Regions from separate parts of the Mus musculus genome. Here all the other regions are linked to region 3. The links are chromatin contacts, called in public Hi-C and promoter capture Hi-C maps. All regions are on one chromosome and are shown on one strand. Each heading gives the region's core, a stretch centred on a gene start, on an enhancer-like site or on the middle of the called end of the contact. The rest is flanking DNA. Distances are from core to core; before and after follow the strand shown. Region 1 holds the start of Msl3 (MSL complex subunit 3). Region 2 holds the start of Ap1s2 (adaptor-related protein complex 1, sigma 2 subunit). Region 3 holds the start of Gemin8 (gem nuclear organelle associated protein 8).

Region 1 (3,179 bases), core at 434-2,933, 2.5 Mb before region 3:
ACCACACTACTCCAGCTATGGCTACATGTGATAAGCTGTGATATGTGCTTCAGAGCTGCCTCTGCCATTTACAGGGAACACTACCATCTACTATCCACATTCCTGGAGAATCAGGGTTCCAGTTCTGGCTTATGGACTTCATTGTCTTAGATCCAAGTCATTATCTGGCCATTTTCCTCACACCTGCCCTCCTCTTTGCCCTATCTGGCCAGTGGAGCTATTCCTCACTCAGCTCTTAATTCTAGAAAACCTGGAGGACTCCCAAGATGCCTCCTTCCCTTCCCTCAGTTATATCCAGTTGGCCATTGAGTTTTATGGATTTGATTTCATAAATCTGTGATCATTCATCCATTAAATATTTATTGTGTGCTGTGAGTATACAATGACACACTGGATTAGACACCCCCAACCCCCAGGTTCAAGCAGTTTACCCTCTTAGTGGGGCCATCTTGCAAATGAACAACCCATTCTCCAGCAGAGCAAGAAAATGGTAATAAAAGGGTAAGTCGAGTTCTGGGAGGGAATACTGGACAGATACATGGTTGGTTCCTCTAGGCTCCTGCGGGACCTTTCTCTTGGAAGTGCCCAAGTGGAGGTGTGAGAGATTTGGACCTTGTACCAGGTGAAGGGAGGTGGGGGTGGGGAGACGCAAATTTCTGGAAGCAAGAACAGAGTGAGTGGCTGTGGGAAATCTGACAGTTCACTAAAAACCTCCCAGCCCATCTGCTCAACTTTCCAGCCAGGTCTTGATCTAGTAATCACACTGCCTAGTGGCTTTGCACTCAAGAAGAAACAGGCCAGCACTGCCCTCTCTGTCACTGAAGCTCTGCCCTTCAAGTCTCCTGTCTTCTGGTCGGTCATTCAGGGAGTATTTATGAACGCCCGATCTTTGCAGGCACTCTGTTAACAGCAGTCTCAATGGTGCTTCCACTCTTCAGGAGGTTTTGAGCCACTAAAGATAGACCATGGGGGAGCAATTCAGGAGTGCTGCAAGCTGACACGTAAGGTGTTAACGACCCTTTCAGGACCCATAAGCTTTGCTGTCCGCTGCTCACTGGGGCCTCCAGGCCCTACCTGCTGGTCCTCTCGGAAGGATGACCCAGTGTTCTATTAACTGCCCGGAATGTCTCCTCCCCTCGCTCAAGGCCACTGCCCTTCTCCGGCCAGCTCCAACACCGCGTCCTTCTCGCGTGGCCACACTCATCTGCGCGCAGCTCCGCCGAGGGGGCTGACGCGCGCGCGCGCGGCCAGGCAGCTCCTGGGGGCAGACGCCATCCAGCCTCCTCGGCGCCTGGTGACTACCCTAGAGCAATCCTCTCCCTAAGAGATCCCCACACTCCGGCCAGAGAGCGCACGCCCGGGGTGACAGCTCGGCACACACGTGGGCGCAGCCTGGAAACCGCGGGAATCCTAACCCATGGGGACCAGAGGGAACGGTCTGCTGGAAGACCTCGGTCGAGGGATCTTGCTCCCCGTCCGCACCCCTCTCTGAGCCCCAGAGGGGACGGGCGGGGACAAGCCCTGGCGGGGCCGCGCGCTTCCATCGCCACTGCCAAGGTCCTCGCAGTGGCGCGGGGTGGCCGGAGGAGGGGCCGAGGGCGGGGCGGTCGTAGCCTCCACCACTCCCGGGCCCCCCCGGTGGCGGAGCGCCGCCTCCCCGGCCGTCCTCCCCCACCGCGCGCACTCTGCCCGCCCCGGAGCCTCGCCCTCCGCCACGATGAGCAAATGAGCGCGAGCGAGGGCATGAAATTTCAATTCCACTCTGGGGAGAAAGTGCTGTGCTTCGAGCCTGACCCTACCAAGGCGCGAGTGCTGTACGATGCCAAGGTGCCGCCGCGGGGGGAACAGGGAGGAGATGCGGGACTGGGTTCGAGGGATGGGAGGCAAAGGGGCCAGCGGAGGACAAGTGGCCTGGAGTCCTGGACAGCCACCAGGGCGCGCCTTGGCCTGCGTGGAGCGGCCCGGGACTACAGGGGACGCTGGCGAGACGTGCTGGGCGCGCGACTTCCCTAACTAGAAAGGACCCGTGATGCTTCCGCTTCCGGCCGTGTCGCGTCGCTTACGCGCGGTTGCTAGGCCAGGGTGGCGGTTTGAGCGCTGGGCGCCAATCCCGGCGACCGGTGTAGGAGGACTGTCGCCTGAGGCCTCTGCTTTTGTAACGAATCTGTCCTTGTCCCACGCGGCTTCTCGCCACATGGGCTCAGTAGAGGACACCTTGACCAGTTTCCCCACCCACATCTTCAACCTGGTCCTCAATTATTCCCAGCTGTCAGTCCCGAACCCTGGTCAAATTTAGGATTGTAGTCCTGCTGGGGGGGAAGGGAGGGGCTCAAGGTTGCTCTGTTGCTTTCTAAAGGATTGGTGGGAGGCGAACAGAGCTAGGAAAGAATCGCATCTCGCCTGTATCCAGCTTGGTCAGCCCAGGCTGAGCTATATCTTGCGGTTGTCAGTTTTTAAGTGGAGGACTGGGCACCTAAGTGCTCCAGAGCCCAAAGAAGGTAAAAATTCAGCGCGCTGGGGGTCGGGGCGAGCATCGGTGTTTCCAGCCACCAAGGTGAAGTCCTTGGTGGCAGAGACAACTCGGAGCAGCACCAGGTGTGTTTTTAGCCATGTTTCAGCAGTGCTGTCCAGTGGAACACCCCAAGGTCTGTGCTGGATTATGTATCTTTGGTTCTTCCTGAAACCCTTAACTCTGTTTACCTCCTATTGCTATCCCTCCAGCTTGCTCTATCGCTAGGAGATGGAAGGATATACGTTTCATTTGTACCAGCTATCACCTTAGGGAATGCATGGCTATTAAGGGGAGGGGAAGGGTTGTGGAAGTCTCTGGCTAGCTAGGCAAGACACTGGACAAGGCAAGGCCCAGGTGACTACAACTCCCAGAGGTCTCAGGGCTGTTCTCTCTAGTCTGGGCCCTTCGCTAATGACAAATCTACCGACCAATGACTTCAGAAGTTTCACCCGGTCTCAAACTCAAGAGACCAATCCTGGGTTGGTTGGACGGATGTTTCCTATTTTGAGGCAACCACTCGGGCAGAAGAGGAAAAAAAATGTTGAAGAATGTTACGACCCAGCTCTCGATCTAAAGGGGGGAGGGATGAGTACTTTCTTATTTCTTTAAGAAGGGACTGTGATCTAGTTCTTTTTACCAAACTTATAGTAATTTTCGGTTTGCTGTG
Region 2 (3,120 bases), core at 119-2,618, 2.3 Mb after region 3:
TTAACAGTGACAGTGCAAGTAAGATCCACCCAAGGGCGATTCTTAATATTCACCACACAACCTTAAATTTGAACACCCGGAGGAGGAATTTACGTAACTAATATAAAATCAAATTGGCTCTAGACAGGAAATCCACCTCGCAATATCCCAAAAAGGCATCAAGAAAACATCCGGATATTTATGGCGTAGCCATTTAACTTTAATAAAGTTAAAATTGGCTATTACCCCACACAACACTATATAATTCATTGAGAGCAAAGTGCCACCCTTGTAAGTCCTGAAGACAGCGGCATCGAAAAGAACGGCATCGAAAGAACTGGACATTGAACGCAAACCGTTATCAGAACTTGGGGAAGGGACCGATCGGTTTTCTTAAATCTTGACCAGGAGAGATGGTTTGCTAATGACTGGGGTGTGCTCTAGGCTATCTGTAGCGGGGTCCAGTATCCGCCCTACCACTTTGGAGGACGAAGAAACCAAGCATTTTCCTCAAAACAAATGATGTGCTAACATGGGACGAAACCCGCGGCACAAGTATTCCTTTTCCCTCGCTTTGATTTTTGCCGCAAATCCCGGGACAACAATTTCTCCAGATTGGTATTAAAACAAAAACAAAACAAAACAAAACAAAAAACCCAACAATGAGCTCAGCCTTGGAGTGGGCTCTGGTCCAGCATCCCTGGGGTCCCGCAGTCTCGGACGCCTCCCCTCCTCCCGGGACTACACTCCATCAGTACCCAAAGCTGGGCGAGGTGACCGGCAAGGAGTGGAGCAGAGACAATGGCATCCGCTGGCCCGCCAGGGGCGCCAAGTCCTCGGTCGCCGTCACCCCAGCCCCTCCCCAAAACGCCCCGTCAAACTTGAGGCGATCAGCGAACCACAGGTGCCGCGGGGTCCCCGCGGAACCTAGGACCGGTTCCCCTGCATCACCGGCGCGCTGCCGAGTGGAGAGCGGAGCGCTACCGCCGGCAGAAGTGAGTTTCGGGGCGCGGCGCCCCGGGAGGACTCGGGGTGGGGTCGTCGGGGCGCTCACGGGGCGGCGGGGGGCGCGTCCCAGCCATCACTCCCTCTTTCCATCCCTGCCAGCTCAGCGGACTCCTTCAGCACTTACGGCGGCGGCGGGCCGCGGACGCGGCGGAGCTGGGCTGGCCGCGGAGACTGAGGCGCCGGCAGCTGCTGAGGGGAAGCCCCCGTCGCCGTGCTGTGGAAGGGAAGCCGTGGTGCCGCGGGGAGGGGACCCGTCTGGTGGAGGGCAGGCTTAGGCTGCGAGGGTAGGGCGAGCCGACAGATCCCGCCCTGGAGGCTGGACGGAGGAGGAGCCCGGGCTGCGGCGAGCGGAGAGGCGGACCGGAGACCGCGCGCCAAGCTGCCGAGGGGGCGCCAACCGCCTCTAGAGTGAGCGCTGTTGCCGGCAAGAACGAGAAGCCGATTGGTCAAATAACCGCAGGGTAGGCGTGGCGAGGGCCGGAAGTCTGGCCACGTGACCCGGAAGCGGCCTAGGCTGTGGCCAGCGCGCTTGCGTACTTCGGGCTGTGCTGCCGGGACGCGGCGCGCGCGGCTGTCCTGGCTCCTTCCGTGGCAGGGTGATGGGGCTCCGCGGCGCCCTTAGCTGACCCCGTGGTGCAGGCTAAAGGATGGTCCGCACCGCAAAGGGGCTGATTCCGAGCGCCAGTGACTCCGTGGGTCTCCAGAGGGTTGGGCGGGGAGGTGTGACAGTCGGCGATGATGGTGGGAGCCAAGGACAGGAGTGCTGCAACTCAGGGGAAAACAAGTCAGCGCTGTCGCGGTGCTCGTGCCCGCGTTTGCAGGGAGGCCCCTCCTTTCCAGCCCCAGCTAACCTAGACATTTCTCGCCACAAGCTTTGCTAGAGCCTCTCTTCAGGGCTTGCTTCCCCCAGCAGTGCGGCGGACTGGAGGAGTTGTAGTCCGCTCTCTGCTGCAAAAAAAAAAAAAAAAAAAAAAAAAAAAAAAAAAAAATCCAGACAGCGCTTAGTCCTTTTAGATCCCGCTTCCTTCTCACGGTCTCGCCCGCACCTTCCCCATCCCGGGTTCCAGTTTAGCCTTGGCTGATGACTCGCTCGCCTTGGCATGTCCTTCCTCTAATGTCACATCTATAAAGCCTCACCCTAAAGCCCCGGAACAACGAATTCCTCTTTTACCCACATGCTTCTGTTTAGCGCACCTTGGATTTTATTCGTTTAACAACCTAGTTCTCTGCCTGGTTTTAACACTACTGATAAATGTGAGTTGTCTAATAAAATTATAAAATGATGATAGACTTGTTAAAAAGCTGAAATGTTGACTTAGTCTGGGCGTATGATGGATGTCTGTGTTTTATTTGAATGGTGGAATGGATGGATCATCGAGTTCAACTCATCTTTTATAGATAAGGGGAATGGAGATCCACAGGATTAGGTGACCTTGCTTGGACAGCCATGGATTTCCCCTGTCAAATGCTACTCATTACTACTGTCACCTCTGTCCCTACAACAAAAGCCAGAACAGAGTATTCATTGGGCATGCCTTTCTTTGCAGAGATTACTAAACAGGAATTGTAAATTAACTAATGTAAGAAAAAAAAGATGCTACACTTTTAGCGAAGCTGTGTTTACTTAATGTAAAGAACCCCCTTATTAGACATCAATGTTCATTTTTATGTCTTAGAGTGCCAATGTAATAGGATCTTATACGTTAGGAATTTGAGGTCATTTTGTATATGCTTTTGTTTAGCAAAAATAAAACTAGAATACTTTCCCCTTTTCAGCAATACTATGCTGCTTGGAAAGTTTCCTACAAACGTGTGTGAGTGAAATATACTGGAGTATTAAAGTGGTCAATAGAAAGCAGAATTGGCTTTTGGTAGGTCTTTAGGTCCCCGGCCCAAATTTCTCTGTTTATTGTTGAAACATGCCTCTAAAATGCCAATGTACTTTCTCACAAGAAACAGATGTCATTAGCCAGTTCAAAGATAGCAATGATATTACACAATGAAAAACGGCCTTCTAATTCTAAACACTGCCTTTCCTTTTTGTGTTCAAAACACCTACGTCCTCAGGGTGCCTAAGTCACCACCTCCCAAGTTTAAACTCATTGGATGTGTTACTAATGTTGGTTAGTAGCT
Region 3 (2,898 bases), core at 316-2,815:
GCTCCGGGCACTTATTTGGAGGGATAGATGCTATACTTTATTCCTTTTAGAGGTCCCATTTTTCTTCCACCAGAGAAAATAACAGGTATAATCTCCTGCCTTTGGGGGCTACTGGAATTGTTGAGATTGTCTGTTATATCCTGATAATATTCTCTCCTACCCGTGCTCCCCCAAATTATTAAGGGGCAGTAACTAAAAACAACAATCAGTAAGAAGTTCCAAATGTCTAAATATATTAATATATTTCCAGTTCATCTGGCCTTAAATGTTACAGTCTGCATCTGATTGTCCAAGTGCTTTATGAGTGGATTTCCCAACATAAAGAAGTAATTCTGAGAGTTCTATAGTGTGCTTGAGAACTCTTATCTAACCTCTAGCTATGTTTAATTTCCTGCCATCCTTCTTATCTTAACTTCTCCTTAAACGCTGGACTTGAAGAAACACCAATAAGCCTCTGCCATCTGTAAAACAGTTTCACGATGGAAACGCCTGCCTCTCTGCAACTTGGGTTGATTTTTCCCCCCAGCCCAGCAGTCAACAGAAGGGATCATACACTTTACTGTGAACTTGCACGTGTTAGATTTACCCAAAGCATATACACATGGTTTCTCTTTCCACTGCCATCCCAAAGACACTGTTATCTTGACGAATCATGCTAGCATAAATTGTACTTTCAAACAGTATCACAATCTCACAATTCATAGAGGCTTTGTGTCTGTAACTTTTAGTCTTAAGATTTTGAGTAATGTTCTGGCTTTTAGTTAAAAAACAACAACAAAACAAAAACCAACAAACAACCCCCCCCAAGCAAATAAAAACCCCAACAACAGTGGAGTCCAGAGCCTAATTTGTGCAACGAGTTTGTAACAATCATTTCAGAAAAAAAAAGGGAAAATGGTTCAGAACTCTGGCTACCCACAGCAACTGTCAAATGTTCTTAAGATAACATCAACTAAGAATTCTGACCTACAGAACTCAAAAGTTGCAAGGGGGGCGGGGGAGAAACTCAGGTTTTTGTTGTTTTGTTTTTGTAAATGAGCCAGTAGCTTAGACATCTCTGCAGAAACGTGTCCTGACAGACTTCCTGCAACATTGTGATCCACAGCACGTTTGAATTACACTGTGAGTTAAAACAAAACAAAACAAACAAAAACCCCAAACCTTCCCATGCTTGAGCCTCACTTCTCAAGATCTGAACTGGAATAGTCTGAGGTGGGGGCCTGGGAACAGAATTCTCAGCAGGCACCCAAGGATTAGGAAGCACATAGGGCTTGAGAGCATAAATTAGAACTAGTTTTAACAGTCTGTCAGGGGTTGGGACTCTCACGGGTCTAGGCAACCTCCTCGTGCTGCCGGGTGATGGTAATTAAAGCCACAGCATGAGCGCCAAGCCAGTACTCCAAGCTTCAGGAGTCCGCCACGCTATTCCCTTACTCCCCAAAAGCAACCCATCAGCCCCCGAAGTCACCTCGTGGGCACGCAGCTGGCAGATCTCGGGCGGTGGGCAACAACGGACCTAGCTCTGGTGGTGGGGAGGAGGAAGGGGCGGGAGAAGTGGGGGAGTGACACAAGGAGAGCGGGAGGCTCGGGTTGCCTGGGCAACAAGGAGCTCGCTTCCGGTACGGGGCTTGAAAGACGGAAGTCCCGCCTTATCCGTGACGTAACGTCGTGTCAGTGGCTACACAGAGTCAAGGGCGGCACAGGAAGCGAATTCGTTTGTTTGGGCGGTCCCGGCAGCTAGCTATTGGGCACTAGGGGATCAGAACTGAATTGCACCCTCAGCTTTCGGTTATTATTATTATTATTTCTTCTTTAGCTTTTACTTTCTTTTCACTTTCTTAACTAAAATGGAAGGTGAGAAATTGTTTTGAAAATACAGATTCACTCAGATCTGTGTCAGCTTGACATTTATGAACCTTAATTTGTACCTAGTGTTTCTGTCATTATAATCGTCAGCAGTACATGCCCTTCTAGAGTTGCACAAGAGTCCTTAGTAACCAAAGATGAACTACTAGAAGGCCAAGTGGGCTTATTTGGCAAAATGTGCCATATTTTGCAGGAATTTATTACTAGGAAAACCAGATTTGGACCAGATGCATGGTTATTCCAAAAAGTGAAAATAGGAAACAATTTAAATGCCAAAGGCTAAGATAATTAGGCAATGTCAGTAGTGGGACATTATTACCTTATCATTCCTGTAATATTGGTGAATCAAAGTAGTATAAAAGAATATTTAGCAAACATATACCAGATGTCTACTATATGCTAAGTATCTGCAGTGTCTTGTAGCTTCAAGGCACACGTGATTTTGAGGTACTTAAATGTGAGAATTTTCGATGTGCTTAACTAAATTCCACAGTACATTTTAAAGAGTTAATATTGAAAAAAAAATACGTGAACTGTCTAGTTGTTGTTGACACTGTCTCACTTTCAGCTGGGTCGAAGGTCATCATCTTGCCCTGGCTGGTTTGAATTCCCAGAGATCCACCGGTCTCTTGACTGTTGGGATTACAGGCACGCGTATCAACAAGCCTGCCTTAACTAACTCACATTTTAAGCAATCTTAACCTGGCAGTGGTGTAGCTTCATTGATAGAATGTTTGTCCAGCATGAATGATGCGCTGGATCATTCCTTTATAACATCTCACATCTGGGCATATTGGCGCATCTGTAATCCTAGAATTCTGGGCATGGAAGCAAGGTTGTTGTGGCTACACAGTGAATCTGAGGTCAACCTGGGATGCATGAAGCTGTTTGAGGAAAAAAAAAATCCTTGCCTTAGGGAAGGAGAATTTACCTTAAATGAAGAGTAAAATGAATTCCATGTACATATTTTAATATTTATGTACATATTTTAATAATATGTACATATTTATTAATCTGTTCAATAGAACATGA

Evidence for each region. Promoter capture Hi-C pulls out the DNA fragments that hold promoters and counts their contacts. Hi-C and Micro-C count contacts between places; a contact is called where the count stands out from the background.
Region 1: a contact with region 3 is called in a Hi-C map of CD8 T cells, with 6 times the contacts expected there. The contact joins the promoter of Msl3 here to the promoter of Gemin8 in region 3. A contact is called at or near these places in 2 of 39 promoter capture datasets (erythroid cells and pre-B cells), 2 of 484 Hi-C or Micro-C datasets (CD4 T cells and CD8 T cells), 2 of 115 datasets of contacts at active chromatin or transcription factors (astrocytes and double positive thymocytes) and 2 of 9 other capture datasets (adipose tissue and liver).
Region 2: a promoter capture Hi-C map of erythroid cells shows a contact between it and region 3, with 4 times the contacts expected there. The contact joins the promoter of Ap1s2 here to the promoter of Gemin8 in region 3. A contact is called at or near these places in 2 of 39 promoter capture datasets (erythroid cells and hippocampal neurons).

Annotation. Positions count from the first base shown.
Region 1 is chrX:168,672,376-168,675,554 of GRCm38.p6, reverse strand. Msl3 (MSL complex subunit 3) reads left to right here and starts at 1,683. Exons shown (of 13, transcript NM_001370791.1): 1 at 1,683-1,827. The coding sequence starts at 1,726.
Region 2 is chrX:163,907,265-163,910,384 of GRCm38.p6, reverse strand. It overlaps Ap1s2 (adaptor-related protein complex 1, sigma 2 subunit), which reads right to left and starts at 1,368. Exons shown (of 6, transcript NM_001290379.1): 1 at 1,112-1,368. It overlaps Gm52456 (predicted gene, 52456), which reads left to right and starts at 854. Exons shown (of 2, transcript NR_165469.1): 1 at 854-974; 2 at 1,087-2,275.
Region 3 is chrX:166,169,121-166,172,018 of GRCm38.p6, reverse strand. Gemin8 (gem nuclear organelle associated protein 8) reads right to left here and starts at 1,565. Exons shown (of 4, transcript NM_146238.4): 1 at 1,469-1,565.